Regions from separate parts of the Zea mays genome. Here region 2 is linked to region 1. A link is a contact called in public Hi-C data. All regions are on one chromosome and are shown on one strand. Each heading gives the region's core, a stretch centred on a gene start, on an enhancer-like site or on the middle of the called end of the contact. The rest is flanking DNA. Distances are from core to core; before and after follow the strand shown. Region 1 holds the start of LOC100304161 (transcription factor TFIIIB component B'' homolog). Region 2 holds the start of LOC100281039 (rho guanine nucleotide exchange factor).

What was found. A called contact is a pair of places that touch in the nucleus more often than the background predicts.
Region 2: a contact with region 1 is called in a Hi-C map of ear, with 2.3 times the contacts expected there. The contact joins the promoter of LOC100281039 here to the promoter of LOC100304161 in region 1. A contact is called at or near these places in 2 of 25 Hi-C or Micro-C datasets (ear and tassel).

What each region holds. Positions count from the first base shown.
Region 1 is chr5:196,774,661-196,778,039 of Zm-B73-REFERENCE-NAM-5.0, reverse strand. LOC100304161 (transcription factor TFIIIB component B'' homolog) reads right to left here and starts at 1,759. Exons shown (of 11, transcript NM_001350089.1): 1 at 1-1,759. LOC100191760 (vesicle-associated protein 1-3) reads right to left here and starts at 3,224. Exons shown (of 6, transcript NM_001385239.2): 1 at 2,872-3,224; 2 at 2,702-2,772; 3 at 2,511-2,592; 4 at 2,312-2,427. The coding sequence starts at 2,920.
Region 2 is chr5:197,041,924-197,045,302 of Zm-B73-REFERENCE-NAM-5.0, reverse strand. LOC100281039 (rho guanine nucleotide exchange factor) reads right to left here and starts at 1,489. Exons shown (of 5, transcript NM_001366160.1): 1 at 1,134-1,489; 2 at 1-12. The coding sequence starts at 1,439.

The DNA of each region.
Region 1 (3,379 bases), core at 510-3,009:
GTTATCCAGGAGCATGTTTCTTCTAATGATAGGTTTTTTCTGTCCTCTTTTTTGTGTGTGTTTTCTGGTTGAGCGAGGAGGGGTGCAGGTATTATGATAAAATTTCATGAAAACTAAACTATTCAGTGTAATCAATAGCATCAAAAAAGAAGAAAGAACTACCGCGATTTTTTTTAACGTGATGGTAGGAGCTCTGCCTCTCAATTAAGAAGAATGGAATTGACCCAGTTTTTTGGAAAATCGGGCCTAAAACCTACACAGAACGCACAGTAGAAAAACCGGCGAACGACCTAACAAACAACTTAGACAATGACAGTCCCCACACACAAACACATCTAGAGTCATCGTTGCCAAACTCAAACACAAGAGACGAGCAGCTCCGACTTCCCAAGACGAGCCGCACACTGCCAAAGCAACTCGACGACGCTTACATTCAGACACCGACGCAAGGAATAAGACCGCGGCGCGCCATCGTTGCCAAGCCTCAACACACCCACACGAGGCAGCTCCGATTCTTCACCACGAGCAAAGATCCACAACGTCGAACTCCGGGAGCGAGCAGACGCCTAAAGCGACAAAGGCCCGGACACCATCGAGCCAAGCGGAGTGACGAAGAGCCTCCACAACACGGACACCATTGAGCCAAGCGGAGCGACGAAGAGCCTCCACAACACGAACGAACACACAAACTGCAGGTCTTCTGGGCCGCACCTTCAAGAAGGAGAAACGACGTCGAAAAGTCGTCGCCGCCCGCCTGGTACAAACCAAGCAAAGTTTCCTCTGAAGACCTAGCAGAGCAGTGTAGATCGCCAGCACCAAGAAGAAAGCTGAAAGGTCAGCCACGCCGATGTCACCCCGCCAAGCCATCGCGTGTTGTCACCTTCTGCCGTCCACCGACGCACCAACCCACCAGCCCCAACCCTCAGAGCCCCAACGCCGGTCGAGCACCAGCGAGAGACCTAAGAAGGCCAAGGCGAGGGTTCCCGCATGGGGCGAGAGGTCCAAAGACGGCACCCTCGATAGGGTAGGGGTGGCGCCCGCGGGCGTCACCGCTGTCCGCCTGCAAGCGAGCATGGCTTTCGTCGCAGGACCTCCCACCACACGCCGCAACGCACGGAGCCAGCCGGCCCTGCCCACACCACAGGCCGAAACGAGAGGCGGAGAGATAAATCTAGCCGGAGAGGCTCAAGATCCGGCCCCCAGCCCCACGACCATGACCCACCACCTGCAGAAGGCACCGCTGGCAGCCGCAGATCCACCAACGCCCCCGATCCAAGCACCACGCTACAAGCACAAGCGAGCCACGCCGCCGCCGCAGCGGGCCGGCCGCGTGCGTGGGCGCCAACGTCGCCGGCCAGCCACGGCCATGGCCACGCGAGCGCGGGCACTACCGCCACGGGCTAGCCGCACGAGCCACCATGGTTGCGGCCACAAGGCCACCTGCCCATGCCAGCAGGGAGGAGCGGCGGACGGCGACCAGCCCCTAGATCCGGCCAGTCAGCCCGCCGATCCGGCCTTCCCAGCGGCGGATCAGGTCGCCGGCCACCTCCAGGAAGAGGGAGGAGTGGAGTGGGTGGAAGAAGGGAGGGAAATGAGTGAGAGAGCAGTCCCGCCGCCGCCCTCCTCGCTGCTCGTCGAACTTCCGGCGAGCTGCTCCGGCGACGGCGGGGGTGAAGACCGGCGGCGGTGGGTGCGGTCGATGGGGAGCCGCCCGTGTCGCCCAGAGGAGGATGACGTCAGAGCAGGAAAGAAATTAGGCTACTACTGCGAATTTTTAGAGCACAGTATTTCCATGAACACCGAAGTTAAATCCGTCCTTTTAAGATAATATGCTATGCAGCAGGTGATCAGCACAAGATCCATATTTATGAATCTGAGGGAACACAAAGACAAATGATATTTAGGTGGAACTAGGGACACCTCATCATCTGATGTTTGTGATCTACATGTATTCCCTTGTCCTGTTGCCTGAAAAACAATTGAAGGCACCAATCATATTACACTAGGAACGAACATGGCATCATTTGCTCACATGCAGTAAGATTATTTAGTACGTACAGAGTTGGACGTGGATACTTCATGGTCCACATCTGAATCAAGAGATCCATCCTCTTCCTCTGTTTCCTCAGGCACTGGTGAGGGAGGATTGGCAGGGACATAGACCACCCTCAGCTTGAACTCCTCAACTAACTTACCTGGTGCTTTACTGAACTACAAGCCACAAACGTTAACGTTACACAATACTACTGTAAAAGTAAGCAATGCACAGTGCCATTTAGACTCCAGAAACCCGAGTTCTACCAGAATTTACCATGTCAGGGACAATGTCCTTCTGCGTCGTCCCCTCCTCCACAGCAATGCTCTGAACAAGAAACTTGTCCTTGCAGTGGTAGTCCGGGGGCATCTCCTTGGGCGCTTGCATCGTTACTACACCAATCTCATCAGAATATATAGCAATGAGAACGATTGATCAGACCATACGACAAAGAAACACGAAGCAGACGACGCACTTGTGATGCCACAGGATCCCCTGGGCGGCACGACACCGGAGGCAGAGCGCACCGAGTACTTCCTAGGGTTCGTCGTCTTGACCTGCAGATTCGGAGAGATACACGGGGAGACAAAAACCAGTCACTTTAGCCTGACTCCGATGCGCAAGGTTGCACCTTTCACTAGAACGAGATTCGTTCAAATTTGCCACCTTGAAAGCCACCCACCGGTCGGTCTTGTTGACGAGCTCAAGACACGCTGAGTTCTGCTTCCTGAGCTCGACTGCTCACGGCATCAAACACACAGACGGCAGCGAGGACCCGATCAGTCCGATATGCTGAAGAACGGTAGCTAGGATATCCATATAATATAAGCACTTACATGGCATCTTCAGGTCGGAAGGGTAGACTCGAAGCAGCGTGTTGCTCATGGCGGCGATCAAGGAACAAGGATCAGGAGGGGGGGAATTGAGCGCCCCGCTTTCTCCTATCCAAGAACCCGAAAACTGATGGAATATCCAAGGCGGGGCCACGGCGACGGTTGCTGCTCCCGGAAGCAAAAAAAAAAAAAAAAAGAAAAGAAAAAAAAAGAAAAAGAGTATCGGGGCACGAGAGAGACAAAGTGTGACGGCTTGACGAGTATGGTTGGCAGCGCGGAGGCGGAGCTGAGGCCTGAGGGGGGCTCGGCCTTTTGGTAGGGGGAGAAGAACTGAATCGGAGGATCAGATGGGCTCGGGCTCGAGAGGAGGGTGGAGTTTTGGTTGGCATAAAAAGGATGAAGGTTTGGGAGGCCGAGGAATGATTGGTTACGGCGGTGGCCGTCCGTGCCAATCAGGGTCTCCCTCCCTCCCACTGCAATCGTTTCGCCATTTCGCGCGTTGGTTGGCTGG
Region 2 (3,379 bases), core at 240-2,739, 270 kb before region 1:
TTGGGTGTTCACCTAATAAAAGATGGACATAATTCATCATAACTAATGTTAAAGAAAGATTATTATCAGATTTGGAGGCAGGATCTTCTTAGTGAAATGACAGGCGGTTCTAGTGTATTGTTCGTGAAAAAAAAATTGAGGTAGGATCAAAAAACTGTAGCTCTATGCTTCAATGCATGTCCTTCCCAGGATAAAATAGTACTTGTTTAGTGTTCAGACAATCCAATTAAGCTGATAAGCAGTGATGCTCCACCATTGCTCAGATTACAACTCTGATTCTCAATGAACTGTAGAATTTAAATAAGTCCAATGCGATTTAAAAAGTTCCTGTTGCACAGATATTTTAAATGGGTGAAAAATTCTAAAAGAAACTGATGAAGCACACAAGCATGTCAACCTCTCTCCTTAATGTTCAAAGCAGGAAATTTTCAACTCAAACTTTGAGGTGCTCGCATATAGTGGTCTTTATCTCTTATCTATGCCATATAGCAATCAAATGTGATCAACAAATTAGCAAACACAGCTACTTGCACCAAAAATAAAGGGAAATTGATTTAGGTAATATCCTATATAGGATTAAGCGCATTATAGACAGTGTTAATTATTTCGGAGAAAAAACAACTGCTTCTGATAAACTTGGCACTGATTATCTCTGATATAAGATAGAAATGCCATAACAAATTTCGTTGCAACTTGCCGTAGCTCATAACATAGTAGCATATAAAACAGCAAACTCTGCTGTCCATCAGCCTACATGCAATGAAATAATGAGAAACAGCAGTTATGCACTTATTTTGAATCTTCAACAGGATAGCACAGTACTACTCCATAACGCATAACGCATGATCTTTACTTAGCCACCAACAAACCATAGCAATTGCGCCCATGATACTATTTATACAAACAAATTCAACATAACTATTTGCAGTCTTCAGAGAGTACATGATTAATTGTTCAATATTCAATAGCAACAATCATCAGTAAATTATCCTATTCAAACTATCCTATGCGCACAAAAAATCACTATAAAATGCTAAATTAACGTAATTGTAGTCAACCTAACAGTTAGGCAGACGGCATGCTTAGTGCTCGACGAAACAGCCGCGAGGAAATGGAAAGGGGGCGAGCCAAACCATGACGATACTCTTGCAGAGCTGGGCGACTGAGTCGGCTCGGAGCAGGTCGCGCCGCTCCTCGAGGGAGCGGTCGTAGTAGTCGGCGGGAACGCGACGGAAGGCGAAGTCCCGCACGCCGCGCGCGGCCAGGAGGGCTGCGAGATGAACCTCGGTAGCCCCCGCGTCGGCCTCGCCTTTCTCTGAGGGCGCGGTGGAGATGGAGAGCGCCCCGAGGCGGTGCTGCTGCGCGGCGAGCTCGAGGTCAGAAATACGGCCGAGGATGCGGAGCTGACGCGCCTCGAGGTCGGCCGCCGCGGCGCCCATGGATGCCGGACCTGGCGTGTCGTCGGAGGCGCGTCAGTCGCCCCGCTGCGGTAAACTGGAAGCAGGCCGACGCCGACCTACTTTCTAAGACCAACTCCAGCAGACTCCCTCTCCGTATCCCTAAAACGCGCGGTCAACACATTCTCTCTCCTCTCCGTATCCGTCTCCGTTTCCAGCAACACTCCCCATCCCACTCCGCATGCAGTCTATGACACCTGAGGCCCGCGAGCAGCCGCGCGCGCACGCAGAGAGCTGCGGAGAGGAGAGAGAAAGCGTGGAAATGGGGAGTGCACGGACACGGCGTCTATTTTGCGGAGACGGATGCGGAGCCTGCTGGAGAGCGCAATAGTGCCTCAGACCGTGCAAAATGCGGATGCGGAGTGGGATGGGGAGTGTTGCTGGAGTTGGTCTAACGGGATAATGTCAAACCGAAACCCGGGCCCAATTGAATCCATTATGTAAAAAGGGCCTGGATTCTAAAAAAAGAATGAAAAAAGGGCCTGATAAAAAAGACTGATCAGTGTTCATGGACTAAAAATTCACGAGGATTAAATCAACATCAGTATGTTCTTTTTTGGAATCAGGCATCTTAGTGTATACTTGTATGCTAGCTTAATCTATTGATCGTGTTCAAATGTTTTTGCTAGAAAAGAAGTTGATGCAAAGCTTAGTCTAAATTGTTGTTTAGCTAGGCTGAATTGAAATTGAAATACAAAACTAGAACAATTTCCTCTTATGGAACAAAACATTGTATCTTAAAATACTAAAATAAGTATTTCAAAAGAGATAGCATAAACATATGTACCCGATAATTAATCAATACTAGTTTTTTCGCAGCAGACAAGTATTCACTTTTCATCCATTTCCTTAGTCTCGTATCGAATTTGCCATCAATAGCCTTCAACTATTTGTTGGGAAAAGGGTCCTATCTTTATAGACATGATGAAAACTAGTTGGCAACCAGGGCGTGTTTTCATGAGTAGAGATAGCAATGGGAATTCCCCATTGAGAAATGCCCCGCCATCTTAGTCCCCATCTCCACAAATGACATTGGGGGACATTTCTCCCACATCCAATCCCCTCGCGGATCCCCGTACTCGCAACAATGGCAAGGTCATGGATCCTTCTACTAGGCACACGACAACCAAGGTATGGCCCTTTCCTCTCTGTTTCACTAGCGTTATGGACATGCCCTACCTTCTAAGGTAGCCAACGGTGGACTGCAGCTTCTAGCTCCTTGAGTGGCCGATGACGATATGGATAGGCCATTAGGGCATGGACCTTCTACTTTGAGGCATGTGGCAACTAAGGCAAGGCCCCTAGATTCCTAGGCGATAGCCACTAGGTCAACTCCCAAGTAGGCAATAATTTTATGCAGTCCCTTCAACCCTAGCACCTAAGAGAATCTGCAAGAAGTTTGGAGGTTGGAGCTTGAGGGCTTGGTCACTGTCTAGAGGTTCGAGTACTAATGTAGCAGAGTGATGGAGTTAGTCGGTGTAGCGGCTGGACTATGAGCTACGGTCCTACGGTTCAGATTGGGAAGGGAAGAAAGTAACAATTACTAGGTTGGCACATGGATATATACTTCTTAGGTAGGGTCAGTATTGGGCTTGGCTACTTGGGCCTTTGTCATATCTACATTTTGTATATACATGTTAGTTTTCGGTACAGAGATAGGTGGATCATCCCTAAGCCTGTCAGACCCGATGAGGAGGGATTTTTCCCTGTTAGCATCCCCATGGGGTTGAAATTAACCCCTTCATCAATCTCCAATTGAGGAATTCTTCGTAGGAAATTAGAGAATAGGTCCCCATTGCCATCTCTATTCACAAGGGTTAAGGTCATCCTAGAGAAGACACCCCATATAAGGTTGTGAGAGCACCTAGAGGGGGGGTGAATAGGTGATCCTGTAAAACTTAAGAACGTAAGCCACAAAACTT